5 separate regions of the Sus scrofa genome follow, and regions 1, 2, 3 and 4 are each linked to region 5. The links are chromatin contacts, called in public Hi-C, HiChIP or PLAC-seq and promoter capture Hi-C maps. All regions are on one chromosome and are shown on one strand. Each heading gives the region's core, a stretch centred on a gene start, on an enhancer-like site or on the middle of the called end of the contact. The rest is flanking DNA. Distances are from core to core; before and after follow the strand shown. Region 1 has its middle 25 kb from the start of MGST3. Region 2 has its middle 54 kb from the start of LRRC52. Region 3 holds the start of UCK2 (uridine-cytidine kinase 2). Region 4 holds the start of TMCO1 (transmembrane and coiled-coil domains 1). Region 5 holds the start of ALDH9A1 (4-trimethylaminobutyraldehyde dehydrogenase).

Region 1 (5,496 bases), core at 2,179-4,678, 71 kb before region 5:
GGCAAAGTGGCTTCCAGGAGTGTCTGGTCTTTCATCCATTCAATTTATTCTCCATCTTAATAATAAACATCTCCACCCCTCAATTCAAGGGACACTGTTAAGCTCCTGAAGTAGTCTCCTTGAAGGTCCTGTCACTATGCTTGAGGTGTGAGGGAAATATCACTCACCTATACCCCTTGAGTAGATGGGAACTTCAATCCTTTTTCCAAATCCTTTCTAATTTTCAATTTCTGAAATCCTTTTGTAGTTTTTTTTCAAAGTTCATAATTAAATTTTTTATTATAGTTGATTTACAATGTTCTATCAATCTCTGCTATACACTAAAGTGACCCAGCTATATACACATACATTGGTATTTTGAGGTTATTTGTTGAACAGCTGTTAGCATATCCAGATTACTACAGATGTCAAAAATGGGCTCCCCTACCCAAGTTCTTTCCCCCACCAATCTTCTCTAACTGGGTAATTCCTTGGTAATTTTTTAAAAGATTTTTATTTCTTCTATTATAGTTAATTTACAATGTTCTGCCAATTTCTGCTATACAGCAAAGTGACCCAGATAGGTTGGTAGGTAGAAAAATAGGTAGCTAGGTAGGTAGGTAGGTAGGTAGATAGATAGATAGATAGATAGATAGATAGATTCTTTTTCTCGTATTACCCTCTGTCATGTTCCATCACAAGTGACTAAATATAATTCTCTGTGCTATACAGCAGGATCTCATTGCTTATCCACTCCATATGCAGTAATTTGCATCTACTAACCCCAAATCGTCAGTCCACCCCACTTCCTCCCCCTTGGCAACCACAAGTTTGCTCTCCATGTCCATGAGTTTGTTTTTCTGTAGATAGGTTCATTTGTGCCCTATATTAGATTCCAGATATAAGTGATATCATATGTCATTTGTCTTTCTCTTTCTGACTCACTTCACTTAGTATGAGAGTCTCTAGCTCCATCCATGTTGGTGCAAATGGCATTACTTTGTTCTTTTTATGGCTGAGTAGTATTTGATTGTGTGTATATACCACATCTTCTTAATCCATTTGTCTGTTGAGGGACATTTAGGTTTTTTTCCAGGTCTTGGCTATTGTGAATAGTGCTGCTATGAACATATGGATGCGTGTATCTTTTTCATGCCCTGGGGTGGGATTGCTGGGTCATAGCATTCTGAGGTACTTCCATTCTGTTTTCTATGGTGGTTATACCAATTTGCATTCCCACCAACAGTGAAGGAGGGGACACTTTTCTCCACACCCTCTCCAGCCTTTGTTATTTGTTGACTTGTTAATGATGGCCACTCTCACTGGTGTGAGGTAGTACCTCATTGTACCTTTGCTTTGCACTTCTCTGATAGTTCGTGATGTTGAGCATTTTTTCATGTGCCTGTTGACCATCTCTACATCTTCTTTAGAGAAATGTCTATTCAGTTCTTGTGCCCATTTTTCAATTAGGTTATTGTTTTTGTTTTTTTGTTTTTGGCTGTTGAATTGTATGAGTTGTTTATATATTTTAGAGATTAAGCCTTTGTCAGTTGCATCATTTGAAACTATTTTCTGCCATTACGTACTTGTCTTTTTGCTTGCTTTTTTTTTTTTTTTTTTTTTTTTTTTTTTGGTATGGTTTCCTTTGCTGTGCAAAAGCTTGTAAGTTTAATTAGGTCCCATTGGTTTATTTTTGCTTTTATTTCTATTACTTTGGGAGACTGACCTAGGAAAATATTTGTACTGTTGATGTCAGAGAATTCTTTTTTTTCTTTTTTTTTTTTTTTGGTCTTTTTAGAGCCACACCCACAGTATATGGAGGTTCCTAGGCTAGGGGTTGAATCAGAGCTGTAGCTGCTGGCCTAGACAACAGCCACAGCAATACAGGATCCGAGCCACATCTACAACCTACACCACAACTCACGGCAATGCCAGATCCTTAACCCACTGAGTGAGGCCAGGGATCAAACCCAAGTCCTCATGGATGTTGGTTAGGTTCATTAACCACTGAGCCACGACAGGAACTCTGAAAATGTTTTGCCTATGTTCACTTCTAGGAGTTTTATGGTGTCTTTCTTATGTTTAAGTCTTTAAGCTATTTTGAGTTTATTGTTGTGCATGATGTGAGGGTGTGTTCTAGTTTCATTGATTTATATGCAGCTGTCCAGTTTTCCCAGCACCACTTGTTGAAGAGAATGTTTTTTTCCAGTTTTATATCCTTGCCTCCTTTGTTGAAGATTAATTGACCATAGGTGTCTGGGTTTATTTCTGGGTCCTCTATTCTGTTCCACTGGTCTGTTTGTCTGTTTTTGAACCAGTACCACATTATCTTAATTACTGTAGCTTTGTAATATTGTCAGAAGTCTTAAGAGAGTTTTACCTTCTGCTTGGTTTTTTTTTCCCTCAGGATTTCTTTGGCAATTCTGGGTCTTTTACGGTTCCATATAAATCTTGGGATTGTTTGTTTAGTTCTGTGAAAAATATCATGGGTAATTTGATAGGGATTGCATTGAATCTGTAGTATGGCCATTTTAACAACATTACTTCTTCGGTAATTCCTTGGTAATTAATGCCAATTGCCACTCTATTTCTGAAGACAGAAACCTTGATTTCGTTCTTTTCCTTTCCCACACATCCAGCCCATAAGCAAGCCCTCTTGGCTCTATCTTCGTATTATCTCAGTTTTGCTAAAACAACAAACGGGAGTTCCTGTTGTGGCACAGCAGAAATGAATCCAACTAAAATCCATGAGAATGAGGGTTCGACCCCTGGCCTCACTCAGTGGCATTCCTGTGAATTGTGGTGTATACTGCAGGTGCAGCTCAGATCCCGAGTTGCTGTGGTTGTGATGTAGGCCAGCAGCTGTGGCTCTGATTTGACCCCAGTCTGGGAACTTCTATATGTTGCGAGTGCAGCCCTAAAATGCACAAAAATTTTTAAAAAAATGAAAATAACAAGCCAAGACTCACAGTGAGTTACAGTAAATATTTGTGCCTCACAAACAAGTCTGCAGGCTAGCTGTGTTTGTGCTGGGCTTGGCTGACCTTGCTTGTGTTCAGTCAAGTTTGGCTCCAGGTTGCAAATCAGGTTTGGGTCTGCCAGCCATGTTTCCAATTCTTCAGAGTGAAGAAACACTGGCTTCCTGAAACATACACTTTTCATGATGGGTTGGCAGAAGCACAAAAGAGGCAACGGAAACCGTCCATGCCTCCTGAAGCTTCAGGTTGAAATCTCAGTTAACAATCTGTGATTATCCTGTTTTTATTGTCAGTTTCCCCTATTAAAATGTAAGTTCTATTACTGCCTGGAATCCAGTAGGCACTCAACAAATGCTTATGACATTAATGTTACAAGAGAGGATTGTGGGAAAGCAGCTTGAGGCTAGACTGTTCAAATATTTTGAAATACAATGTACGCAAGTCTGGACCTTGTCCTAAAGGCATTGGTCAGTATCAAAGAAGAGGTCTGCTTTAGATAGGTAACTGAGAGTAGCTGGGTAATGAATGTTTAAAGAGAAGCCAGTTAAAAGGTTACCGTAATTGTCTAGGTTAGAGGAAATTTGATGTCTAAACTAGGGCAGAAGAACTAGAAAGGAGACTGCTTTGAGGTGCCATTAACAAGTATTGGGGAGTTCCCTTCATGGCTCAGCGGTTAACAAACCCGACTAGGATCCATGAGGATGTGGGTTCAATACCTGGCCTTGCTCAGTGGGTTAAGGATCCAGCGTTGCCATGAGCCATAGTGTAAGTGCAAATGCAGCTCAGATCTGGCATTGCTGTGACTGTGGCATAGGCCGATGACTGCAGTTCTGATTAGACTCCTAGCCTGGGAACTTCCATATGCTGTGAGTACAGCTCTAAAAAAAACAAACAAAAAAAGTATTGGTAGTAATAACTACCAATTTTTAAGTGCCTAAATTAAGCCCAGACTCTATGCTATCTTTTCAAGAGCAAAGCAAAATAGGTATTGATGTATTAATTTTGCAGATTAAAAAAAAAGTTTCAGAGAAATTATATAATTCCCTGCTAGAATCACACAGCTAAATGATGACTATTCTGGAATTCCATTGCAAGACTATGTGATTCCCAGCCCAAGGAGTGAGGGACAAGGCGTGGTGCCAATTTCCAGTTAAGGCGACTGCTTAGATGATGTTCTTTGCTGAAATACATAAAAATTTGCTGGGAAAGATAACAAATGTGGTTTTGGTTCCCCTGTGGATCAGAAGTCTGTAATATAGTAAGCAGTTCTGCCTGAAAAAAACTGACTGGTTAACATGCCAAATAGGGTATTACCTGGGAGGCTATGGGGGCTCAGAGTCAGTGGTAGGCTGGAGAGACAGGCTTCATGAAAAGGTCAGGAACATAGGGGGTTCCAGACAGCTAGGCAACAAGAACCAGACGTTCGTGCATTTGTTTAATTGATAGATACTGAGTGCCTACTCTATGCCAGGCACCTCAGAGCATTAGAGGCACAGCAATGAATAGATAGACCATACCCCACCTTCATGCTGCTTATATTCAAGTCGTGGTCACAGGTCATAAACAAATTAAATCCAAAAATATGTCAAAAGAATAGAAAATGAAAGAAGGGGGGGGATAAAGAGTGCCTTTAGGAGAGGGAAATTGCAGTTTTTAACGTTGTGGTCAGAAGAATCTCTCAGAGAGTTCTGGTCCCTCCACTGCTACAGCCACAGAGTAGATGAGAACTCCAAAAAGTCCCTTGGTTGCTGTTCATTCTCTTGAGGGCCTGAGTGTTGAGAGTAAAACTGATGGGCCAAGATGGAGGCATGCACCCACTCCCTTAACTCCTCTGAAATGAGGGAGAGGAAGAATTGCCCTTCAACTTTTACATTGCAGTAGTAAGTACTACCTTCAAAGAATATACAGAAAATGAGGGATTTTGCCCCAAAGAGATGAGGGTTTGAACTCTAGACTATTCAAATAACCACAGCAGTCGGTGCAGCCAATAAAAGAAAGTTAAAGAAGAGACTCATAGAAGAGTTAGAAGAAAAAAAAAAAAGGATAGAGCTTTAGAAAATCTTGAATACATTTTAAGATGCAGATTGATGAAAAGGAGGTAGTAAAGGAGAGCAGAAAGAAAGAAATCTAGAGAGCAATGTTTGAGACTCCAAGGATGGAGAGAGCTTATGAGGTAAATGGTGACCTTTAGGAGAGGTTTGGAAGAAGACACTATAAATGGAGAATCAATGGTGACTGAAGTAGGAACTGAGCCAAAGTGTTCCTGATGTTGTAAAGGAACTTGCAAAATACATTATCCTGTGTCTTCTTCTGGACTTCTGTCTTTACTTCATTTGAACTTCACAATGACCTTGTAAGAAAGGTCTTATCCCCATTTGGAGATGGAGGAAAATGATATCCATTATCTAGTGTTGGAGAAGATTATAAATCTTTCCCTGGAGGGCATCTTGTTAATATCTATCAAAAGACTTTAAAATGATCCAGAAAATCCTCTTTAAAGGAATTTGGCCAAAAGAAATAATCACAAGCATGCACACAG
Region 2 (5,837 bases), core at 2,348-4,847, 120 kb before region 5:
ACCCTAAGATTAAAGCAATTCAGGCTCCAAGGTTCGTTCCAGGCTAACCAGGACTGGCTGGAACGTTTTTCCTAGCAAAAACAACCATGGAAAAAAAATGGCCTTAGAGAAATCCATAAGCCAATGAACCCCTAAAGGCCAAGTTCCTAACCAGGGGTTTAAAAAAAAACAGATTTAGAATTCCCATTGTGGTTCAACCAACTAGTATTCATGAGGATGTGGGTTCAATCCCTGGCCTCGCTCAGAGGGTTAAGGATCCAGTGTTGCCTTGAGTTGTGGTGTAGGTCGCAGACACAGTCCAGATCCCACATTGCTGTGGCTGTGTGTAGGCCGGTGGCTGTAGCTCCAATTCGACTCCTAGCCTGGGAACTTCCATATGCCGCAGATGCATCCCCAAAAAGCAGTAAATAAATAAATAAATAAATATTAAAAAAATAAAAATAAAAAAATAAACAAACAAACAAAAAAAAAAACAGGTGTAGTCAATGGCTCCCCTGGGGTGAAAAACCATTGGTCCAGACCATGTGGAGTTACCTTCTCTGCAGGACCTTCAGAACAATGGTGAACTGAGATTAGAACAAGGGTGAACACCAACATGTATGCTTCCTTCCTGCCCAAGAATTTTGAAGAACATCCTTTTGCCATGGGGATAGGCTCCATGTCCATCAAGATGCTGAGTTTCCAGACAGGAGAAGGATGGACTAATTGATTTCTCAAGTTCACCTTCAAAACCAGACTCGGGTCTTCAGCTCTCCACAGAAAGGAACACACTCCAAAGTTAAACTGAAGTAAAAAATAGCCTTGGTCTGAGATCTCCAAGGAACACATTTGAATGGTGCACAATGCAAACTCAACAGCTATCTTCTGCCAGCTCTTCTCAATTTCTCTGCTATGTGTGATATTTTCCATGGATGAGACCAGAAATGTTGGTTGTAAATGATAGTCAGATGTTTAAACAATTTTGTTGCTGAAACATGATAATTTCCAGAAGCGCCTTTTCTGTACACAGTGTCTTTCAGTAAGACCCACCACAAAGAAAATGAGTTGTACAAGAAGAATGGCAGAAGATCTGGAAATTAACCAGGAAACTGGACCGTAACATGCCTCAAACTAAACAAAAAAAAATTCATTAATAGGAAACAGGCCAGTTTTTAGGGGTCATGGAAAGAATACATACTGGGTTCTCAGCAACTGGCTATGTTTCAAAGTCAGTAACCTCCAACTTGTCAGGGTGGATTGTGGTTAATGCTGCGAAAGACATGTGCTGAAAGGTTTCTAGTTGCCCTTAAATTCCTGAATTTCTACTCAGGGTATTATACCACACATGTGCAAAACAGAAAAGTCTGGTAAAATTTAAAAGGGTCCTGCTGTAAGTAAACCCAATATATAAAATTTTAACTCATAAAATTGATACATAGAAGGTGGTCATATATATCAGGAAAGGGACACTTTAAAATATTTTATGTGAAATTTTTCTTATGGATATATTAGGTAGAATCACATGAAATTGCCAATACTTGACTGTTTTGACCAAATAAAATCAAAATCCTAGTAGTCCCATGTGGTTCAATATATACATTTCATTAACAACTTAAGGGCTAGAAACATTTAAAAAGAGAACTAGTAATGCCTACTAATTTCACATGGCAGAAGCAAAAATTCTTTTAATGCTTCTTTTTAATGCTTCTTAATTCAACGACGACAGGAAAATATTTTGTTTAGCAGGTTTTTTTGGTTTTTTTTTTTTTTTTTTTTTTTTTTTTTTGGCCTCCCCATGGCATATGGAGCTCCCAGGCCAGGGATCAGATCCAAACTGCAGTATCAACCTAAGCCACACCTGCGGCAACACCAGATCCTTAACCCACTATGCCAGGCCAGGGATGGAACCTGTGTTCCAGTGCTCACAAGAGGCCACCGATCCCGTTGTGTCACAGTGGGAGCTCCCAACATTTCAGTTTTAATCTACCTAATCTTTAAGTAGCATATCTACAGGCTGTTTTAATCTGAGTACTACAGGATGTAATCAGTGATGACTAAAAATTTTGGTAATATTTTGGTAATGACTAAAATAATAGTAATAAGCCCCATATTTATATATTTTCATGTCAAAGTAGCTTTAATTGAATTGAATCTATTAAGCCATGCCTCCAAATCCTTTGTGAAAATGAGATAAAGATGGAAAAGAGGGAGCAAAAAAGGGGAAAGATGGTCAAGTTTTGATTATCAGAATTTATCCATCCAAGTGAATATTCCTTTTCAAAGGAGTCCTCACAGGAAGCTATATGTCTACTGACTGCCAGGTGACATGACAACCTTGCTCAGAATATCTATGGAATTACTCTTGGAACTGCCTTCAAAGCCAAACGAGAAAATCAGTACATTACTTAATAGTTATATTTCTTCTTTTCCTTCTTCTTCATTTTAAATTCCAAACTGAAATCAACCAGCTATTAACCTACTCTTTCTTGGGGGTAACCTATTATTACTTTGGGGTCATTTCCTAAAATACATACGTAATTCGTCCAAACCCATAGAACAGACATCAAGAGTGGACCCTAAGGTAAACTTGGGTGATGATGATGTGTCATTATAGGTTCACCAGTTGTAGTAAGTGCACCACTCTGGTGAAGGATGTTGATAACGCAGAAACTATGTGCATGAGGTGAGAAGGTGTATGGGAAATCCAGCTCTTCAAACCTAAAACTGCTGTTAAAAATAAAATCTTACTTTTTAAAAAAGGAAAAAAAATGTATACCCACATAACAATAAAATTAAAACTATTTTGGGAGAGGGAAATTTGTCTACATTGAAGCTATCCAAGAATGCCTGGCACATGATCCCACCTTCCCTTGTCTGCTTATTCCTCCTTTTGTCCATTAGTTTCCTCCACTCCTGAGAAGAAAAAGCAGTCTGTTATCTTTAAACCAAAGCGATTAGGAATGAGACGGTGGGAAATGTCCCTTATAGTGGCCAACTCCTATCCCACTCTGAATGACTTCAGAATGTTCCTTTACTCTTTCTTACATCTGTTAGTGTATCTGAAAATCTCAGAATATGGAAAGGATTCGTGATGTAATCTCTCCATGTGAGAAGAATGCAAATGTCTAGCAAGCATATAAATAACAAGCAAGGCACATGTTTTTCTCATAGAAAAGGTAGAGAAATGAGAGAAAGGCTGACTGCCAAAGTTTTCACAGTTTACTTATTTTAAACAGTTGCATTGACCCATAGAAGTATTTCTTATGCCTCTGTCAAGGCAAGTGGATTTTTACATTGAGGTTGACACACAAAAATACTTAGGGGATAAAGAATAAAAGTGACAGAAATGAGGCATTCATTTCTAACCCATCTCTCCTGTCAATTCTGAAAGGTGTGCTCAAGAAACTGGGTTTAGTGTCCCCAGCATGCCTAGGTCTGCATGGGGCTCTGCGCTCTGCTAATCTGCAGACCCAGGTCCCAAGCTTCCGCGGTTGCTAAGGTAACGGGCCGCCTCTGGGCAGCCACTTGCTACGGGGCAGGCCCTGCCTGGGCTCCTGCCTTTCCGATTGGCCTCTATTACCTACAACGCGCGGAGAGACTGCCCAATGGGATCGGCCCTCTCGAACGGACCCTCGCAACGCACCAATCGGGCGCGGCCACACAAAGCCCGACGCTGACTGGTCGGTTCCCAGGGAGAGCGGGGCTGAGGAAATAACGCTGGAAGGAAATGTTGGTTGCTTTTTGCTCGTTTGGTGAAGTGGTCGTTAGTCACTAATGCCCAAAGTACCAGTTAAGACAGGGGCCAGGACCTTCAGTCAAGGTTCCTGTGGGCCTAGGAAAGCAGTGTCAGAGGAACCCAAAGAAATGAGAATCCCCTGGACCCGTGCTGAGTTGTGGAAAGGATCCCCGGCGGAGCCCACTCCCGCCGGTTATCACGCACCGGCAGTAATCTCTGTAGGCATCTGATCAACCCGCCAGAGGAGGTATCTGGATCACCAACCCAAGGTTTGCTTCCTGAGACAGAAAAACAGCAACAGACACGGCTCAGATCCTGCGTTGCTGTGGCTGTGGTGTAGGCTGGGGGCTACAGCGCTGATTAGACCGCTAGCCTGGGAACCTCCATATGCTGCAGGTGCGGCCCTAAAAAAAAAAAAAAAAAGTTTTCATTTCTACTCCACTGCAAGTATGAATATTAATCCTCGTGCATTGATGCAGTAGTAGAGAAGAATACATTGCTACCAAGGAGAGGCCAAGGAAATCAGTGCCCTGAGATCCATCACTGAAATTAATCATTGCTGTGGGCTCAACTCAAGTAACTTTGACTTTGACTTTCAAATGTACGTAGGGATATCAGGAGATTGAATGGGGCTCTATCCCCATTTGGAGTCCAGTATCTCCTTCCTCATAGCGCTCTGAAATTGTATAGCAAAGTGGAGAGCGCTGGCTCTCTTGAATTTTCCGACAACTTCAGTGGCAGTTGTTTGGCGTCTACTGTTTCCTGACCCTTTCTTTTCCTAATTCTGAATTTACTATGTAGAGTCCCTTTCCCAGGAACATTATAAATGCAGGGGAAAATCTCTCTTTTCCATTGCTGGTATATCAATGCTACTTGCCTTGGGTTTTGACAGTCTTCTCGCTCTGTATTAGGAAACAAGCTTTACTGTAACTAATTTTCACTCCCTTGAGCAGCTTTACTCAGTCAGTCCTCCATTTGTCCCTCAAGCATTTCTCTTGTTTCAACAGTGCTTTTTAAGAACGGGGTTCTATCCCCATTTGGAGTCCAGTATCTCCTTCCTCATAGAACTCTGAAATTGTATAGCAAAGTGGAGGGCGCTGGAGTTGAATGGGAGTGAGAGAAGGCAGAGTGTTTGGTAGGAACTGATACGGTGGCCACAAGGTGGCACAGGACGACAACCAGAGTGCTCTCTTTCTCCCAAGTGACTATGTTCAATGAGGGCTCTGTTTCTGCTGCCCTGACTCTTACATCTTAAGGTCCTGAAATGCTCTCTTTGCATCTTCTTTCTTCTTCCTCATTGCACAATCTGTGGTTCTTTTTCCCTGGTCCCTCTTTTCTTTGGAAAATTCTCCTCGATTTTCACTGTTACACTGAACATGGATTCCTTTCTCTCTCAGCTGACCCTGATGACTGGTTAACTCAGCAACTCCTCACTTCTGGAACCAAGGCTCCTCCAATATATCTCTCAGTCATATTTTCTTTTTTTCACTGAAGTATAGTTGATTTACAATGTTGCATTTGTTTCAGGTGTACGGCAAAGTGATTCAGATGTATACAGATATATAGATATTCTTTTTCAGATTCTTTTCCATCATAGGTTATTACAAAATATTGAGTATAGTTCCCTGTGCTATATACAGTTGGGTACCTATTTTATATATAGTAGTGTATATATATGTTAATTCTCCCTCCCTTTCCCCTTTGGTAACCATAAGTTTGTTTTATATGTCTGTGAGTCTCTTTCTGTTTTGTAAATAAGTTCATTTGCACATTTTTAAGGTTCTACATATAACCCATATGATATTTGTCTTAATTATTACATAGTATAATCTCTAGGTCCATCCATGTTGCTGCAAATGGCATTATTTCATTCTTTTAAATATACCCATTCCTCTGTTAATGGACATTTAGGTTGCTTCCATGTCTTGACTATTGTAAATTGTGCTGCTATGAACATTGCGGTGCGTGTATCTTTTTGAATTGAATTTTTAAACTCTCTGGATAAATATCCAGAAGTGGGATTGCAGAATCTCTTTTTAGTTTTTGAAGGAACTTCATACAGTTCTTCACTGGCTGCACCAATTTATATATCTACCAACAGAGTAGGAGGGTTCCTTTTTCT
Region 3 (6,092 bases), core at 1,964-4,463, 110 kb after region 5:
TAGGGCTCAAATATGATTTGAACATCCCTAGCTATGGGATTTGGTGACCAGGCTCCCAGGAGAGAATGACACAGCACAGGGAATAGCACAGACAGCCTGCTTTGCTTTATAGAGAGCAAAAAGGCAAAAGTCCTTGTTGATATCACCAGTGCTGAGAAAATTCCTAATAATTTAAATGGACAAGGGGAACTTCCTTATGTGTAGGTAAGCCTGCCCTAGGGACAGACGAGAAAAGAAAGCAGCAAAGTGAAAACAGGGAGTGCAGAGTGCAGCTAGGTTAGGACTTACTTCTATGTAGACGGCTTTTCTTTTTTCCCAGATCACTTTTACATACATTAACTCATGTGCAGAGGCAAAATATTATTATTATTATTCATGAACAGGGTGTCAATTAGTATAACGAGTTAGCTCAGTTAATCAGTTAGTTCAACAGATGCACCTAGTGGGATTATATTGTAGACAGTTACTTGGAATGCCAGGAAAACAAAGCATTCACAAAGAGGAGTAGTAACCACATAAACGCAATCCAGGGAAAACCACATTTCCTTCCTAAAATGGTGAAAGTGAAGTTTACTGGTTGGTATTGTCTTACCTCTTCCACATTTGTGCATTCATTCCTTTATTCATCGATTCATTCAGCAAACATGTATTGAATGCTCCCTACTTCCAATTATTCTCTACTGTGGACCTTGGGAATGTGGAAGCGAGACATAGTGTCTCTTTATTCATTTAATGAATACTTATTTATTTACTTATTTTGGCTGCATCCGTGGCACGTGTAAGTTCTTGGGTCAGGGATCGAACCCGCACCACAGCAGAGACCCCAGACGCTGCAGTAACAATGCTGGATCCTTAACTTGCTGTGCCACAAGAGAATTCCTCAATAAATATTTATTTAGGCTCTACTATGTGTCAGAAACAGTTTTAGGTGCTAGGGATACAGTAGTTAGAAACAAATAAACGAAGCAATAAATCTATAAAACAGTTCGGAAAAAATCCCTTTAACAAAGGGAAACAAGGAGTTTCCCCATCGTGGCTCAGTGGTTAACAAATCCACCATGAGGATGCAGGTTCGATCCCTGGCCTTGCTCAGTGGGTTAAGGATCCCGAGTTGCCATGAGCTGTGGTGTAGGTCGCAGATATGGCTCAAATCCCACATTGCTGTGGCTGTGGTGTAGGCCGGCAGCTACAGCTCCGATTGGCCTCCTAGCCTGGGAACTTCCATATGCCGTGGATGCGGTCCTAGAAAAGGCAAAAAGACAAAAAAAAAAAAAAAAAAAAAAAAATTAATAAAATAAATAAATAAAAATAAAAAATAAATAAATAAAATAAAAAACCAACCAAACCAAAAAAAAAAAAAAAAACCCAAAAAAACAAAGGGAAACAAATTTTATAATAAAAATGTGATAGAGGCTGGGTAGGGAACTAGGATAAAGCAAGCATAGTACAATGTCAAGGGCAGAATCTAGGTAGTGGCTATTATCAGTGTTCACTGTAAAATCTTTCAGCTTTATGTTAGAAAGTTTTTATGATGAAATACTGTAGAAAAAAGTTATAGGAATGATAAAGAAGGTGAGGATTTGGGAAAAGTCCATGGAGGATGTGGCATTCTTCCATCCTCTTCTTTGCTCTCAGCTACCTAATACTCCCTTAGCTATGAGTCCCTCAAGTTCCAAATTCCAATAGGCCTTGTCCTGGGCTCTAAAGAGCTGTCAAAAGTCCTGGAAGACTATTATCTTTTTAGTGGGGAGAAGACTTGGAGGAGCAGAAGCAGACTTGGGAATCAGATAAGACCCACCCACCCCACAGCCATTTGGTAAGGCACCCTCTATCTGGGTTCTTCCTAATACCTGCCTCTGGGTACCAGGTAGCGGCTCTCTTCATCCTAGTTTCCTGTCTGAGCTTCTGTAGAGTTTGGCTTCGGATGGTAACTTGAAATACTTCAAAGGTGAAAACAACACTTTATTTCTAATACTCTTAATTTTCTTTAGTATTTTTTTTGAAATAATGCTGAATTTAGGGTAATATATCAAGTTTTGAGAGAGAATGTGACAGACTGAAGTTCTTTAGACTGTAGGGTCACCGCCTCCCCCCCCTCCATGCGGACTGATACCAGTCCGAGGTTCACAAGGGCAGAGACTGGAAGTTACTAGTCTGGTTCTCCCTCTCTACCCTGTGTCCCAACATAGATTCCTTTTCCAATTTCAGCCCTTTAGGAGCCTCTTCTCAGAGAACACTTACACAGGGTCTTGTACCTTTGCCAGGTGCTAGCTTAAATACTTCACTTTTAATTTTTTTGGCTGAAATTCCTGAGCCAGGGATCTAACCCCGTCACAGCAGCTATCCAAGCCACAGCAGTGACAAGGATGGATCCTTAACCCACTGAGCCATAAGGGAACTCCTATTTTAAGTACTTTAAATGTGATAATTGACTTAAAACAACAATCCTAGCACGTAATTGCCATTGTTATTCCCATTTAACAGATGAGAATACTGACCAAGGGAGATTAAGCAACTTGCTCAGGGAACTGCCTGTGAAATGCAGAAATCTGGCTCCAGAGGCAGCGCTCCTCTTGAGTCATCAGCAGTTGCTGCCTTTGTAACCAAGTGCCTAATTGCCCATCTCCGAAAAAAACCAGTTCAATTAAAGGTATTAATAAGTCCACATGGCATTAAGTATTATTTTAATGATTCCACAAGCTCTACCTACAGAGGAACTTCAGTGTTTGGGATTTCAAACTATGTTTAGAAAAGGCGTTGATGGCAGGAGGCAAGGGTGCCCCTCAGATGAGCCCTTCAAATTACCCTTCCCTAGGAAGAAGGACTCCAGAGAATCGCCGGTTAAGGGGGATGGTGTTTGGGGGTTTTCAAGAGAGGAAATATTTAAAGCCAACGGCTGACATACTGTTTTGGAGGGGTAAAAACTCATTTTCGGAACACAAGTTTCTAGCCTGGATAAAGAGTAAATGACGTTAACACTTTCTTTCATCTTAATCGCCCAAGCTTGCTCTAATTTTGCTTCTCAAACCTGGGGCATTCCCTCCATTATTTCATCTGCCCTCTTAGCTTCGCATCCCTTTTGAAGTAGGTGGTGGTAGCATACTCAAAACGCAGGTTCCTTTCTTTTCCCTTAATCTACCGCAGGTCGTCGTCGGGGAAAGGGTTAACCCGGAGGGTGGGGAGGAGGGTCGGGCTCACACCTTTCCCAGAGACCTCGGGCTGCGGCGGGGCCCGGGAGGGGCGGAGGCTGGGGCCAGACGCCTCGCCGCCTTTGCTCGGCGAATAGCAGTGCGCTGCCCGCCCGGATTGGAGCAGCAGCATCACGCTGACCTCTGCCTGGGATGTAAACCCAGCCGGCCGCTGCGGGCAGAGGAAGACTCTCGACTCCTTCGGGAAAGCCAGACCCAAACCTCAGCAGCCGGCTCCGACCAGCGTGCAAGGAGCAGCGGCAGCCTAGACCTGGGCAGCGCCCAGCGGCTGCTGCGGGAAGCGGAGGGAGCCCTGCGCGGGCGCGGGCGGGGAGCGTGCGTCCGTTCGCACAGGCAGCGGGAGGAGGGGCGGCGCGAGCCATGGCCGGGGACAGCGAGCAGACCCTGCAGAACCACCAGCAGCCCAACGGCGGCGAACCCTTCCTGATCGGCGTCAGCGGAGGCACGGCCAGCGGCAAGGTATGGCGAGGCCCCGGTGCTCTCTTCCCTTCCCCCTCCCCGTCCCAGGCCTGGGCCCGGCGGCGGCGGCGCATGTGGCCGGCGGCCGCGGGCCGTGTCAGTTGCTGCAGCCACCGCGTGGCCCGCGCGCCTCCGCTCCTGGCGGCACTCCAGCGCTGGGTCTTAACCGCGCGGATTCCGGGCGCCGCGTCGGGGGACGGGCGGGTGGGGACTCGGGCCATCTGAGGTTCCAGGGGTACCCTTGCCACCGAGCACGGGGCTGGCGCGCAACCTCTTGTTCTTTTACCCTGCGGTGGTAACTCGTGGCCAGGGTCCTAATGGGGGAGGGGCGGAGAAAGCAGATCTTATTGTTTTGCGAGTACGACATGGGAGACCCTTAAAAGCAGGGTTCTCTAAGAACCCCGAGACACACATCTTCCCTTGGCCTGACTTTGATGTGTCGCCCCGGTGCCAAGGGCGGAGCGAGCCGGGTAGCCCGACCGGGAGGGCTGCGGGAGCCCGCGAGGCGGCGTCCCAGGGAAGGGGAGCCCCACTTGGGCTGGACACGGGGCTGGGGATTGCAGGGGTTTCCAGACACAATCCTGAAAGACAAATAGGCGAGGTGACATCAATGAAATGATAATAGTCGGGGCTTCTCTCTCTTTCTCTCTATTTTTTTTTTTTTTTTTGGTTATGAGAGGAAACGCTGTCGGCTTGAATGAGAAAGTTGTGCTGGCTACGTGCTCTTCGATATGTGGGGCGTACGCGTCTTGGATCCACGGAAGAGGTCGTCCTCTGGGTGTCTGACTTGTCGAGAAGCCTGCTTTCTTTGTTTTTTCAGCTAGGCAAAGAAGAGACTAGGGAAACGCTTTTAAATTACCCCCGGCTTTTTCTGCAGGTGAAGGGTGGAGTCCTCCCAGATGTTTCTTTCTTTGCTCCCCTGCCTTTAAGATGTGGCTACTTGTTTCCTCTACTGTTTAACAATCTCCCAGTTCATTTGGTGCACAGGCTCAAGGGGAGCCTGCGAGAGATGGGCGCTGCGCACTGGGTTTGGGGAGGCGGGATGATGCCTCCTAGGGCCGGGGAGAGCAGAGCAGGAAGGCTCGTTGGCGCCATGAGAAGCCAGCCACGAGGTATTTCGCTCCGGATCCGACTCTTCCGTGGCCCCTCCCCCATTTTCGTTTTACATTTTTCCCTCCAGGTCTGGATTACTTTGGCGCGTGGGGCCCAGACACGGCAGCTGGCGCTGTGGAACTTCTTTATTGATTAGTTAATCTTGTCCGTAGCTCCCAGGGCTGGGAATCGGCCAGCTTTAGATCCCAGAAGTTTACGAAACCCCTGATTGAGTGCATTTTTTAATTTTTAATTTTTAAAAACATGTTCTTTGCTGGTCCTATTACTAGTAAGGCAAAACCAAACCAGGATGCCAGCTTTTTAAGGAAGTGTACCTGTTCGACTGGAATTCACCGAGGGCCCCCCCCCCCCCGCATATTCCTATTGTATGGGACCCTTTTTGTTGTTGATGACTATATTCCCAGTGCTTCTAGCAAGATGCCTGACAGGTAGTTGGGCCCAAGTATTATCCTGAGATCCAGCCTTCCTAGGGTGAAGGAGACTGAAATTGGCAGATGAGTGTAGCTTTTAGAAACAAAATGACCTTGGCAATCATCTAAATAATGTAGTCATTACAGAGGTGGAAGCTGAGATCCTGAAAGATGAAATAACCCCCTTTTTCTTGTGCGCCTCGATCATCACCTGTTCTCAGTTGATAATAAGTAGAAATTTAAGTGTTGTTTCAGTAGGGTGTCAGGTAGGAGCTAGTAGTGAGCCATGAAGGGCCCTGCTACTAACTCTGCTTTCCCTACTTCTCATCAAGGAGGAAGAGACTCCCAAGAAAGGGTCTGTTGTCGTATTTTGAGAGCATGTTATATATTTTGGGCATTTACAAATACTTTGTCATTGTTTAAGGTTATTTTATAATTTTTTTTTGGTTGCTAAAAAAAGTCCAAAGGAGCATTGATCTTCTGAAATTCTATACTGTAGTCAGTTTGCTCCAATTATGTCTTGATTCCCTATTCCAGTCCTTAGAGCCTTTCCTCCAAGGAATTTGAAGGTTTTTGTTTTTTTTTTTTCTCTAAGGATGGTCAGCATCAATACACTGGACCTCCTTTGGAAGCTTCAAGCCTAAACATTGTAGTACAGGAGGGTCTGGAAGCAAGGTTGATACTCTATCCCCTGGGTATTTACTCTGTGCTTGTTAAAGGAATTTGGGAGAAGGCAAGGGCCTAAGGCATCAACCATAATGACAACTTTAGAGCTAGAAGGAAACTCAGAGGCCCTGGAGTTCAACACTAATCTCTTCAGTCATAGATGGGAAAAATAATGAATTCAAATCATATATTTATTAGCGGTGGAGCCAGGGCTAGACCAGTGCTGCTCTGCTGC
Region 4 (5,459 bases), core at 1,789-4,288, 68 kb after region 5:
TGAATAGACATTTACCATGTGCCAGCCACTCTTCTAGGTACATGAGGCACATCAATCATAAAAAAGAACACTGCCATGGTGAAGCATTCATTCTAGCAGGTGAATGAAACAAACAAATAGAAAACAGATCAGGATAAGAGAGATGAGGAGCATCAATGGTAGAGGAGGAGGGCTGATTAAACAGGGTGGTCAAGTTAAGACTCACTAAGGTGAGCTCTGAACAAAGATATGAAGAAGATATGAAGAGCAGGTAAGCCGCTATCATAGAGAATATGCTAGGTAGAGGGGACAGTCATTAGAAAGGTTCTAGCATAGGAGTAAGGCCAACATATAGTGAGGAACAGCAAGCACATCAGTGGGGATGGAGTAGAGTGAATGAGAGGGAAAGAATATCAGAATCATAAGAGGAAAGCTCTGTAGCCACTGTGAAAACGTTGGCTTTTCCTCTGAGTAAAAATGGGACACCATCACAGGGGTGTGAGCAGAGGAGAGACATGATCTGATGCACTTTTAAAAGGGTAGTTCTGGTTACTATCTTGGGAACAGACTATAGGGAAACAGGGACACTTGTCGGAGGTTATTACAATAACTCACGCAAAGGATGACGGTGGCTTGGACTATGGTAGTTATCAGTGAAGGTGATGTAAAATGGTCAGATTGTGGATATATCTGAAGGCAGCCCAACAGTACTGGATATGGACTGTGAGAGAAGAATCAAAGATAACTACACAAGGATTATGTCCTGACAACGGGAAGGACAGAATTACCATTGATCAAGACTGTGAAGGCTACCAATGTAACAGGCTTGGAAGTGACGAACAAGTGTTCAGTTGGACAGGTTGGGTCTGAGATGTATGTCAGACATTCCAGCAGAATTAACAAGTCAACAGTTGGACATGTGAATACAACATTCAGGAGAGTGGGCTAAGGATATAAATTTGGGAGTCACTGACAAGTAAAGCACATGAATGACTTCACCAAAGGGGTGAGTAGAGAGGAAAAAAAATAAATTTTGGGTTACTCTCTATAGCAGGAGGTCAAGAACAGGATCAACAAGGAAACTGAAAAGAAAAAAAAAAAAAAAAAAAAAAAAAGACCAACCAACAAAATAAGAACAAAATCAAAAGCCAAATGAAGAAAGCATAGCAAGGTTTCTAGCTTGCACCACTGGAAGCAAGGAGATTCTGCTCACCAAACAGGGAAATCCTGGGAAAGGATCACATGAGTGAAGGTAAGATAATAAGCTTGGTTTTTAAATATGCTGAAGTGCTCTATCAACACTGAATAAGTAAATAAGTAACCCATAATTTAAAAGGTTTGAGTTTGGCTTCTAATTCTTTGTTTGCTCTGTGACATTAATATGTCATTTAACCTTTCTGAGTCTCAATCTTCTTTTCTTTAAAGGGAGAATAACTGACCACAAACAGTTGCTATGTGGATATTGGAAATGGGATATTGTAAGAACGAAAATTTCAAACACTTATGAAGACATAAAGAAAAATCATAGAATAAAGTCCTAAGATGAGGTAGAAGACTGAAAGCCAAATCAAGCCTATGACGAACCATTCATTCTACATTGCTAGTAGCCCCCTCAGCTGTATCCTACAGAATTCCTGTTTTATTTCAAAAACAAACTCAACTTGTTCTTAACCCTTTCTTCAAATACTCGTTCAACCATCATACCTAACTGAAAGCCGGCTTATCCCCAAGACAATCGTACTGACCCACTGTTTTCCAAACACGCCCTACTGATTAAAATTTCCATATTTCTGTACATATGCTATTTCCTTTGCCTGGAATTCCTTCCCCCATCTAGTCCTCTACCCAAATTCTAACTATCCAAGAAGGACTGCAGGGCCATCTGCATCACAACGGCTTCCATGGCCCCTCACAAACCAATGGGATCTCTTTAGAACCACCACACCACATTAAGTATCCCTCAGGTCCTTTGCTCTGCTGATGTTTATATTACATATTTTGCATCTAAAGAGACTTCAGGTTGGATTCACCTTTGTATCTCTATAAAGTTGTTGTTGTTTTTGTTTGTTTGCTTTTTAGGGCCACACCTGAGGCATGTGGAGGTTCCAATCAGAGCTAGGGCTCCAATAGGAGCTACAGCTGCAGGCCTACACCACAGCTCACAGCAATGAGGGGTCCTTAACTCAATGAGCGAGGCCAGGGATCAAACCCACAACCTTACGGTTCCCAGTCGGATTCCTTTCCGCTGCGCCACAACAGGAACTCCACTATAAGGTTTTTATATCAGTTGGTGCTATTTAAACATGTACTGTGAACAGCCACTCAGCGAGCTTGATGTGTTGCAACTATTTCTAAAGGATGTTGCCATACTCACATTTTTTACTCTGTTTTTCCACTTCTGCCTTCAGTCTCTTGTACTTGTCTGTCCTGTAAACCAGGACCCAAGTTATACCTGAAATATTAGAAGCAACAGGCTAATAAAGAAATGTTTGGAACAATTACAACAGCCTTTATTGGTGGTTACTGTTGGATAAGAATGCTTTCCAACTTTTTGCCTTATATTCAGCAGTAATTAACTTTTTTCAACTGTGAAGATAACCTACTCTACACCCAAAACAACTGTGACATTATATGAAGGTGCTTCCACAGAAATCCAAGCGAAATCTACTCTACGCCAAAGAAACCTCGGCAATCGATTCCACACCATCCCTTCGGCTCCTGGAGGAAAGATTCCCTGGAGTTGAGGAGACGAACCCCCACCCCCGCCCCTGCCAAAGGAAGCAAGGCTCGCGACCTTGGTGGCGCGAGGGACCTTGGGCCCGGGATCCTTCCCCCACCCCAGGAACTGAGCAAACGTCAGAGAAGCGGCCGCTCTCACCCTCGGCGAGCAGAGCCGTGCACACGGAGATAAAAACGATGAGCAGTGTGTCCGCGAACATGGTGCTCATCTCGCGCTTCCGTCCCTGCACTCCCACCCGCTAGGGGGGAAGCGCTCGAGAGCCAGGGAAAGCAAAATGTACACGACTCCTAGACTTCAGGACCACCGAGTTACACACCGACTCTGACAGACGGGAAGTAACACTTCCGCTTTCTGCGCGCAGCGCCGGAAGTGCTCGCGCTGGCTTGTTGCGTAGCCGCGAGAATACAGAGGAAACGGAGCAGCAAGTGTCGGGGGCTGTCGCTGACGCCGAATCTCGCGAGAGTTGCAATTGGAGCAGCTGGGACCGTGTTGCCTTGGTGGGATCTGGCTCCTTAGCTTTTGGTTGTGGTTGTTGTGGGTGTGCTCCTTCTTCTCGCTCGAAATCCGCTTGTTTGGACTTGTCCGAATTTCTGCCTCAGCCCCACATCTAAGACAAAGTAGGTAGTTCAGCCAAGTTTTGTGTAAAGTGGAGAAATTGACTTTCGCAAACACCGAAATTCGGTGCCAGGCCACGGATTTGGGGCTGGGGCCGCGAACATCAATGAGTCATGAGCATCTGGCTTCCAGGCACTCACGTCCTAGCGAAGGAGAGAAACTGGTACATACAGTGTGATTAGGGTATTATAGAGGTATATCCAGAATGCTGCGGTGACCCAGTTCAGGGGTTGGTCAGAGAAAGCTAGTGAAAGGGATTGAAGCAGTCAGTGACCCTACACTGTGTTGTTGAAGAACAGTGCTTAGAAGGAAGTTCAATGACATCTTTACTACATGCTGCCGGATTCCTTTTTTTTTTTTTGCTTTTTAGGGCTGCACTAGCAGCCTATGGAGGTTCCCAAGCTAGGGGTCCAATCGGAGCTATAAATGCCACCCTACACCAGAGCCACAGCAACGCTAGATCCGAGCCGCGGCTGGGACCTACGCCACAGCTCATGGCAACACCGGATCCTTAACCCACTGATCGAGACCAGGAATCGTACCCGCAACCTTATGGTGTTCCTAGTTGGATTCGTTTCCGCTGCGCCACGATGGGAACTCCAGCCTTTTATTTTTTTAATTTTAGGACTGCACCTGCAGCATATGGAAGTTCTAGGCTAGGGATCCAGGCAGAGCTGTGGTGTAGGTCCTCATGGTTCCTAGTCGGATTCGTTTCTACTGCGCCACAACAGGAACTCTCAGACTCCTTTATCTTATATCTTATCTCTCACTTGTATTAATTTTTAGGTTTCAAGCTTTTCTCCATGAAGACCACCCTCCAAAAATTCACTGTCCTTCTGTAATTTCTATGACTACTACAGGGCTTTTGCCTGGGACTTCCTTTCACTATTTTCTAGGGTCTGAGTCACTATTTCCTGGACCCATATCTTCTTTCTGCCTTAGTTTATACTTTTTTTGTGTGATTTTAGGCAAATTATTTCACTGCACTCTGCCTTGGTTTCTTTTAATGTAAAATGACTTAATAGTACCTAAATCCAAAAGTTGTTGTTGTTCTTCTTTTTAAGATTGTTCCCGTTGTGGCTCAGCAGGTTAAGAACCTGACATAGTGTCCCATGAGGATGAGGGTTTGATCCCTGGCCTCCCTCATTGGGTTCAGCCTGGATCCAGTGTTGCTGTGGCTGTGGCGTAAGTCAGCAGCTACAGCTCCAACTCAACCCCTAACCTGGAAACTTCCATATGCTGCAGGTGCAGCCTTTAGTAAAAGAAAAAAAAAGATTATTTAAGTAAAGTGTATCGAATGGCACCTGGTTCATAGAAAGGTCACCATAAATGTCTATTATTATTACCAGGTTGTTTCTTTTTTTTTTAATTTAGGGCCGCACCTGTGGCATATGGAAGTTCCCCAGCTAGGGGTCAAATCAGAGCTGCAGCTGCCCGTCTACACTACAGCCTCAGCAACACAGGATCTGAGCCATATCTGTGACCTACACCACAGCTCAGCAACGCCAGATCCTTTAACCCACTGAGGCCAGGGATCAAACCCGCATCCTCATGGATGCTAGTCTGTCTCCTAACCCACTGAGCCACAATGGGAACTCCCTATTAGTAGTTGTTATTAAACCCGCTACCACATGATTCTTGAGCTAATTTTTTCTGATTTTCCCTGTGATCTTGCTTTCTTTAATAGCTTCAGTTAGCATCTATTCACTGATAATTCATGAAATAATATCTGTGGCCCAAATGTCTTTTCTTATTTTAGGACCTACTATTTAACTGCCAGCTGAGCATCTCCATTTGGATATCCCAAACTGAACCTACCCAGTTCTTTCACCGAAACTCCAATTTTGCTCTTATTCCGTTATTCTCTTAATAAGTAACTCCATCCTCTACCTGATGTTTCAAGCCAGAAATACATGAACTATTCTTAATAACTCCCTCTTCTTTATTGTACATGTCTAATCACCAAGTTTGAGAAGTTCTTCCTTCTTATCTATTCTTCCATGTTTTTCAATACCCTTTAGCACACTTTAAGTCACCATTGCCTTCCTTTGTTATTTTGTTTGTTTTTGTTTTTGCTCTCTCTCTCTCTCCCCCTCAGCACTGAGGTTTATTTCTTGCCACAGCT
Region 5 (5,750 bases), core at 1,862-4,361:
AGCTCCGATTAGACCCCTGGCCTAGGGAGCCTCCATATGCCTCAGGTGCGGCCCTAGAAAAAGACAAAAAAAAAAAGAAGAAGGAACAAGAGCTCCTGCTGTGGTGAAACAGGACGGCAGCATGGTGCAGCACTGTGGGTTAAGAATCTGGTGTTGCCACAACTGCAGTTTAGGTTACAACCGAGGCTGGGATCTGATCCCTGTCTGGGAGCTCAATATGCCTAGAGGAGCCCACAGCAAAAAAAGGCAAAGAAAACCTGCCAGGGGAGACCTCACAAGGAGCTACGAGTCAGAAGTTAATCACCGAATGAAAGCTTGTTGTACCCACCAAAGTGAGCATGTGAAAATGTTTTTCAGTTTCATTAAAAGGTCATAGTGCATCAAAGTCTAACTGCAAATCATCACAAGGAACTCAAAGAGCAATTCAAGAGGGCTTTTCTGGAAGAGAGTAAATCAAAACATACCCTTATTATCCTGGCAGCCTCCAAAAGAATTCGGCAACGCTCCATGCCAGATTTCTGGCTCCATATTTTAAAGGCAGCCTTTGCATCTTGAACAGCCAAATTTACTTCCTTTTCTCCTGAACATGTGAAAGTAGCTATCACTCGACCTATAAATACATGGAAAGTCAGTGTCATCGCAAATTGTGACCACACATTTTAAATAAAACACGGTGTATCCAATTTTCCTTTTAATGATCCCCTTGTTTTTAAGTATAGTTTGATTTAGTGACCAACCTATACCAGTAGTTCTTAACTCTTATTTAAGGGTCACTACGCCTTTTAAGCGCCTAACAAAAGTTGCAGACTTCACAGAATTACAGAGATCTGGTTCCTTGCCTAGTACACCATGAACTTTGGAGTAAGAACCCCCACCCTGCTCTATTTTACACTTGGGTTTACTTACATTAACTTCCTTTCAAATATTTTGCAACACTGCTTAGCAATGTTTGGGAATCTGAAAGGGTTTGCAAAAGCAAAACTATACTCAGTCTCCTGGGTCATGAACTTTGATTTTTTTTCTTTTTTTGGTATTTTTAGGGCCTCACCCTCAGCATATGGAAGTTCCCAAGCTAGGGGTCAAATCAGAGCTGTAGTTGCCAGCCTAGGCCACAGCCACATCTGCCACCAACACCACAGCTCACAGCAACACTGGATCCTTAACCCACTGAGAGAGGCCAGGAATTGAACTGGAGTCCTTTTGGATACTAGTCGGGTTTGTTACCACTGAGCCACGATGGGAACTCCAAACTCTGATTTTAAATCACTGGTTTATGTTCTATACAAGTGATATAATACTACTGACACTTGACAAATATGGTTAATAAACAGAATATCAAGAAAAGATATTCCTAATAGAAGAAAACTCTCTCAAATACAGGGGAAAAAAGGTCTCTTCTTATTTCAATTGTATTCCCTATCCCGATTCGGGGCAAAATATGAAATGATCAGTTTTTCTAGACCCAAATCCCAAGGGTTGTGACTGACTCTACCAAAACGAATTCCCTAAGACGTCAAGTCAGCAGTTTCTTTTCCCCTCCCACAAGAAAACCTAGAACTCTGCTTTTTCCCAGAGATCTGACAAACCTGCAATTTGTTACAAATTTGAATAGCCAATTGGTAACGGCAGTGGCTAAAGATCTCACACAACTGTAGGGGATTAATATAAAGAGCAATTGTTCTTTCTTTTGCATCAACATGGAGGTGGGGGTCAAGAGGCTGTTTCCTCCTACCTAAAGGAGACCCTGATGATGTCTGCGACCCCTTCCTGCTGGCAAGTCAGCGCTCTGCGCTTCAGTGTAATTGGTCAAACCTAAATTCCCCAGGCCTTTGAAATCCAGTTTTAAATCTCTCTGGCTACATGCCATTCCGGTTTGCGCAAACATTTACATTTCTCTCCCCATAAATATTCCATAAAACCCAGCAAAACAAACACAAAACAAAACCTCTCATTTGCTTTGTGATCTGAGGCCTGGCACAGTGCTTGGCACACATTAATCACTGGATAGAAGCAAGATTTCGTCCCCTCTTCTCAGTTCCGATTTATGTTCAGAAACGTTTTAACACTAGGAGATGGCAACAAAGTCCTCAGTCTTGCTCATTAGAATCATTTGTGCGAGCACCTCCATTTTGGCACGTGTTTCTTTTCACCCCCGTCCTTCTAGAACTCCTCTACTAAGGGCACCGCGGAAGACAGAACTGCAGTCCCAGCTTTAAAGGGTAATAATTAACAAAGACACCACCTCACGCACCTTTGTGGGCTCTCTGTTCAGGCCGTTGTAAAATTACCCATGACCCCGCCGCGCAACTCACCAGCTTTTCCAGTTTCCTAGACTCCCTTCCTGTCCGGGTGCAGATGCACTCGTGTTTGCACAGCAGCGTTAGCTGCAGGCACACACATACAACTTTATACTCTACACCGTCAAGTGTCTGTGGTCAATAAACGTTTGCTGAACGCACCGAATGAAGGTTCAGGGCCTAGAACAGGCGCACCCCTCAGGCGGGGGAGCGTCAACCCCCGCCCGACCCTGCCCCTAACCCAGCCCGCATGGCGTCTGCAGCCTGGCCACCCAGGCCCTGGCAGCCTGATCTCCGTCCAGTTACCGGTTGCCGGCTCGAACGCCTTCTCGGTGCCGGAGGCGTCCACCGGATCCACGCGGGCCCCGCCGCGGTAATTAAGTGGCTGTGACACGATGAAGGTGCCAGTGCTCATCGCAGCGACCGGAGCAGGCCGGAGAGTGCGGAGAAGCGGAGAGAGAACGGCTAGGCCAGCTCGGAGAAACACGCGAGGGAGGCGTGGGCACCAGTTAAGGGGCCGAGGGGAGGGGCAGGGCTTTGGGGGCGGGACCGAGAGACGGAAGGGGCTAGGGGCGGGGCCGTGGGAGGGGCAGGCCGCTCGAGGGCAGAGCTCGCGGAGGGGGCTGAGGGGCGTGGCAGGGCTAGGACTAGAGTTACCCGGTCTCCTGGCAAGAGCCCGACCTTCCAGGGCGGAGTTTGGGAGGCTTTTGGGGACCTTCATTTGGGGCTCCTCCGTGGTGCAGGTCCGGTCCTCGCACAGCCGAAAGGATGCGTGACAACCAGAGCCTTACGCTCACTGACACATGCACAGACGCACGCGCGCTTTCTCTCCCTCGCTCACTTTCACTTTCTTCTTCCAGATCAGTATTTGGAACCAGAGTTTTCTGGTACATCACTGCATGTACTCATCCTTAAGATCCTACTCCTGATCCTTTCGACTAAAGAAAATGAAGAATTGGCGTGCTAGGAATTTTACTTTGGTTACTTCACTCTTAAGCCGCCATTTCTTTATATACATAATAGGACTTTTTAAAAGTTATTGTGAAAATGCAAACGAAGCATTCATTCAGGTTCCCTGCCTGGAATGTACATGATGTTCAGTAAATGATCTGAGCACTTATTATTTGCTAAGCATCGCTCTAAGGCTCCTTATGAATGTATTAAAATTACTTAATATTGTCTCTTTTTTTGTTGTTTTGTCTTTTGCCTTTTTGAGGGCAGCACCCACGGCATATGGAAGTTCCCAGGCTAGGGGTCTAAACGGAGCTGTTGCTGCTGGCCTACGCCAGAGCCACAGCAACATCTGATCCCAGCCGCACCTGCAAACCACACCACAGCTCACGGCAACACCGGATCCTTAACCCACTGAGCGAGGCCAGGGATGAACCCACAACCTTAAGGTTCCTAGTCAGATTCATTTAGGCTGAGCCTGTATGGGAACTCCTAAGTCTTTTTTTTTAAAAAGTTATGGTAAAGACCAAGGGAAGGACTGTCAAAGAAACATACAATATTGTCGTGTGAAACTGCTTTTTAAATTCTAAAAGAGCTGTGTGAATGCTATCGATGACAAATAGCACAAACAAAAACATAATAGTTTATAAAAACCAAAGGCCTCATGAGAAGGTATGAGGAAAAAAGACACTCTGTACAGCCACTTGGAGGGACTCGCAAGATCGTGTCAGCTAAGGGAGCTTACACAAAAGCAATCCTGTTCTTTCTTCAGACTGCACTCCCATGCATATGCTGCAAAGACTTCATGAACAGAAATTAATTGGCCATTTTTACATTCCATGATTTCCTGCAGGCATGTTTCTCTCCTAGGGGCTGCAGTCTTTCTCAATGTTCTTTTCTTTTCCTTTTATTTCCAACATGATATTAGGGAGGGTGATTTTCAGGTTTAAAATAGAAATAAATGACACTGGTCAGCTTTTCCAGAACCCTATGCCAATTTGTTAACCCTCTCAATGCTATGAGATTTGTAGGCCTTTGTCCTGTTGGGGAGATGGCTCAGATCTTCAGTGTCAGAAAATGAGACACGTGAACACGGGGAGATCTAGACAAGGTTCTCTACTTCTGCAGAAGGGTGCGGGTACTCAAAAAGCAGGGGCAAAGAGGAAAAGACCCTCCCTATTTATCCCTATCACAGGTGATGTATCTGTCCCCTTCCCATTGGTCAGGTCAGGGTGCACATTCTTCTCCATTGGCTAACCTGAAACAATTGTTCCTGGGAGAGGAGGGAAAGAGGAGGGGGGTGTCCCAGGAAGGCGTTTCAGCCAAAACCCCCAGCAAAATGGAGTAACCAAGATTTCCTTTGATAGAAAAGACATTATGTTACTTTCTACAGTCCTCAAATGGAAAGAGCATTATTCAAATTTAAAACAACCTGGGACCAAACTCAGCTACTACCTTTGTTATTGTTAGAGGTTAGAAGCAGACTTGAAACATATCATGAGTTGGTGAGGAGCAAAGTAGATTTCCAGGATCACTGGAGCAAGGATGGTCACTTGTGTGTACAGAGACCATACATCTCAAGGTTTTTATCCAGGGGGAGGAGGGAGCAATTCCTATTTATAATGTTCTGCCCCAACAAACACATTTTGACATGTCAGATCATGATTCCTGCCTGATGTTCATTTTAGATATGCGGTCATGTCTGTTGATATAATTCATAAATTATAAAAAGGGCAAACCTCTGCCAAAATATTCAGCTCTTCCATTTGCCTATCACTGCTTTTATTATTAGTGTCATTAATATATATTATTGGCAAAACCCAACATGTAAAGAGACTTTATAGGTTGCAAAACCTTTCACATTTATTTTCTCACTTACTGCTCATAAATCTGTGAGAGAAAATGGGATTAACACAGATCGAGGGAGTTCCCACTGTGGCTTAGCAGTAATGAATCCGGCTAACATCCATGAGCATGCGGGTTCGATCCCTGGCCTTGCTCAGTGGATTTAGGATCCGACGTTGCGGTGAACTGGTATAGGTGGCAGATATGGCTTGGATCCTGAGTTGCTGAGGCTGTGGCGTAGGCTGGCAGCTGCAGCTCCCGTTCGACCCCCCTAGCCTGGGAACTTCCATATGCCTCGGGTACAGCCCTAAAAAGAGACGAAACAAAAAATAAACAAACAAAAAAACACAGATTGAGTTAAAGAGCTCATATGTGACACTTTCATAAATATCTCAGTGGCAATTCTGCAAGATGGGTTTTATCATTCTTTGTGAAGCTGAGGTAAATAGCTAAGAAAGGTTGTAGAGCTTCCCCCCTCATCCCCCAGAGGAGCTGGGATGGGAATTCAGCTCTGTGCAAGTCCAATGCATATTTCTTCTCACTACACTGGGTCCAAATGTTGCTATCCGGGTCAAAACGTCCCCATGAAAGTTGCTATCAGAATTCGCTCTTATTAGGCAGTCATCTATCAAAGAAAAGGCGGGGTTTGAAATCCAG

Evidence for each region. Promoter capture Hi-C pulls out the DNA fragments that hold promoters and counts their contacts. A called contact is a pair of places that touch in the nucleus more often than the background predicts. HiChIP or PLAC-seq counts read pairs in DNA pulled down with a chosen protein or histone mark.
Region 1: a contact with region 5 is called in a promoter capture Hi-C map of liver, with 5 times the contacts expected there. The contact joins the enhancer-like site here to the promoter of ALDH9A1 in region 5. A contact is called at or near these places in 1 of 5 promoter capture datasets (liver), 7 of 47 Hi-C or Micro-C datasets (heart right ventricle, liver, skeletal muscle and 1 more) and 1 of 2 datasets of contacts at active chromatin or transcription factors (alveolar macrophages).
Region 2: a contact with region 5 is called in a Hi-C map of fetal liver, with 2.2 times the contacts expected there. The contact joins the enhancer-like site here to the promoter of ALDH9A1 in region 5. A contact is called at or near these places in 2 of 5 promoter capture datasets (fetal liver and liver) and 9 of 47 Hi-C or Micro-C datasets (blood, embryonic fibroblasts, fetal heart ventricle and 4 more).
Region 3: an H3K27ac HiChIP or PLAC-seq map of alveolar macrophages shows a contact between it and region 5. The contact joins the promoter of UCK2 here to the promoter of ALDH9A1 in region 5. A contact is called at or near these places in 3 of 47 Hi-C or Micro-C datasets (embryonic fibroblasts, fetal heart ventricle and heart right ventricle) and 1 of 2 datasets of contacts at active chromatin or transcription factors (alveolar macrophages).
Region 4: a contact with region 5 is called in an H3K27ac HiChIP or PLAC-seq map of alveolar macrophages. The contact joins the promoter of TMCO1 here to the promoter of ALDH9A1 in region 5. A contact is called at or near these places in 4 of 47 Hi-C or Micro-C datasets (blood, heart right ventricle, liver and 1 more) and 1 of 2 datasets of contacts at active chromatin or transcription factors (alveolar macrophages).

What each region holds. Positions count from the first base shown.
Region 1 is chr4:85,098,548-85,104,043 of Sscrofa11.1, reverse strand. No RefSeq gene overlaps it. Among named protein-coding and RNA genes, the nearest start is that of MGST3, 25 kb to the right of the region's middle. Within about 2 kb of position 3,428, at least 1 of the 83 cell types and tissues checked has an H3K27ac peak or open chromatin away from gene starts, as enhancers often do. A contact at or near this core is called in liver, where this site is marked.
Region 2 is chr4:85,148,376-85,154,212 of Sscrofa11.1, reverse strand. No RefSeq gene overlaps it. Among named protein-coding and RNA genes, the nearest start is that of LRRC52, 54 kb to the left of the region's middle. Within about 2 kb of position 3,597, at least 36 of the 83 cell types and tissues checked have an H3K27ac peak or open chromatin away from gene starts, as enhancers often do. A contact at or near this core is called in fetal liver, where this site is marked.
Region 3 is chr4:84,916,352-84,922,443 of Sscrofa11.1, reverse strand. UCK2 (uridine-cytidine kinase 2) reads left to right here and starts at 3,213. Exons shown (of 7, transcript XM_021089486.1): 1 at 3,213-3,668. The coding sequence starts at 3,570.
Region 4 is chr4:84,959,491-84,964,949 of Sscrofa11.1, reverse strand. It overlaps TMCO1 (transmembrane and coiled-coil domains 1), which reads right to left and starts at 3,038. Exons shown (of 7, transcript NM_001167585.1): 1 at 2,858-3,038; 2 at 2,354-2,431. The coding sequence starts at 2,927.
Region 5 is chr4:85,027,275-85,033,024 of Sscrofa11.1, reverse strand. ALDH9A1 (4-trimethylaminobutyraldehyde dehydrogenase) reads right to left here and starts at 3,111. Exons shown (of 11, transcript XM_021089487.1): 1 at 2,955-3,111; 2 at 465-610. The coding sequence starts at 3,018.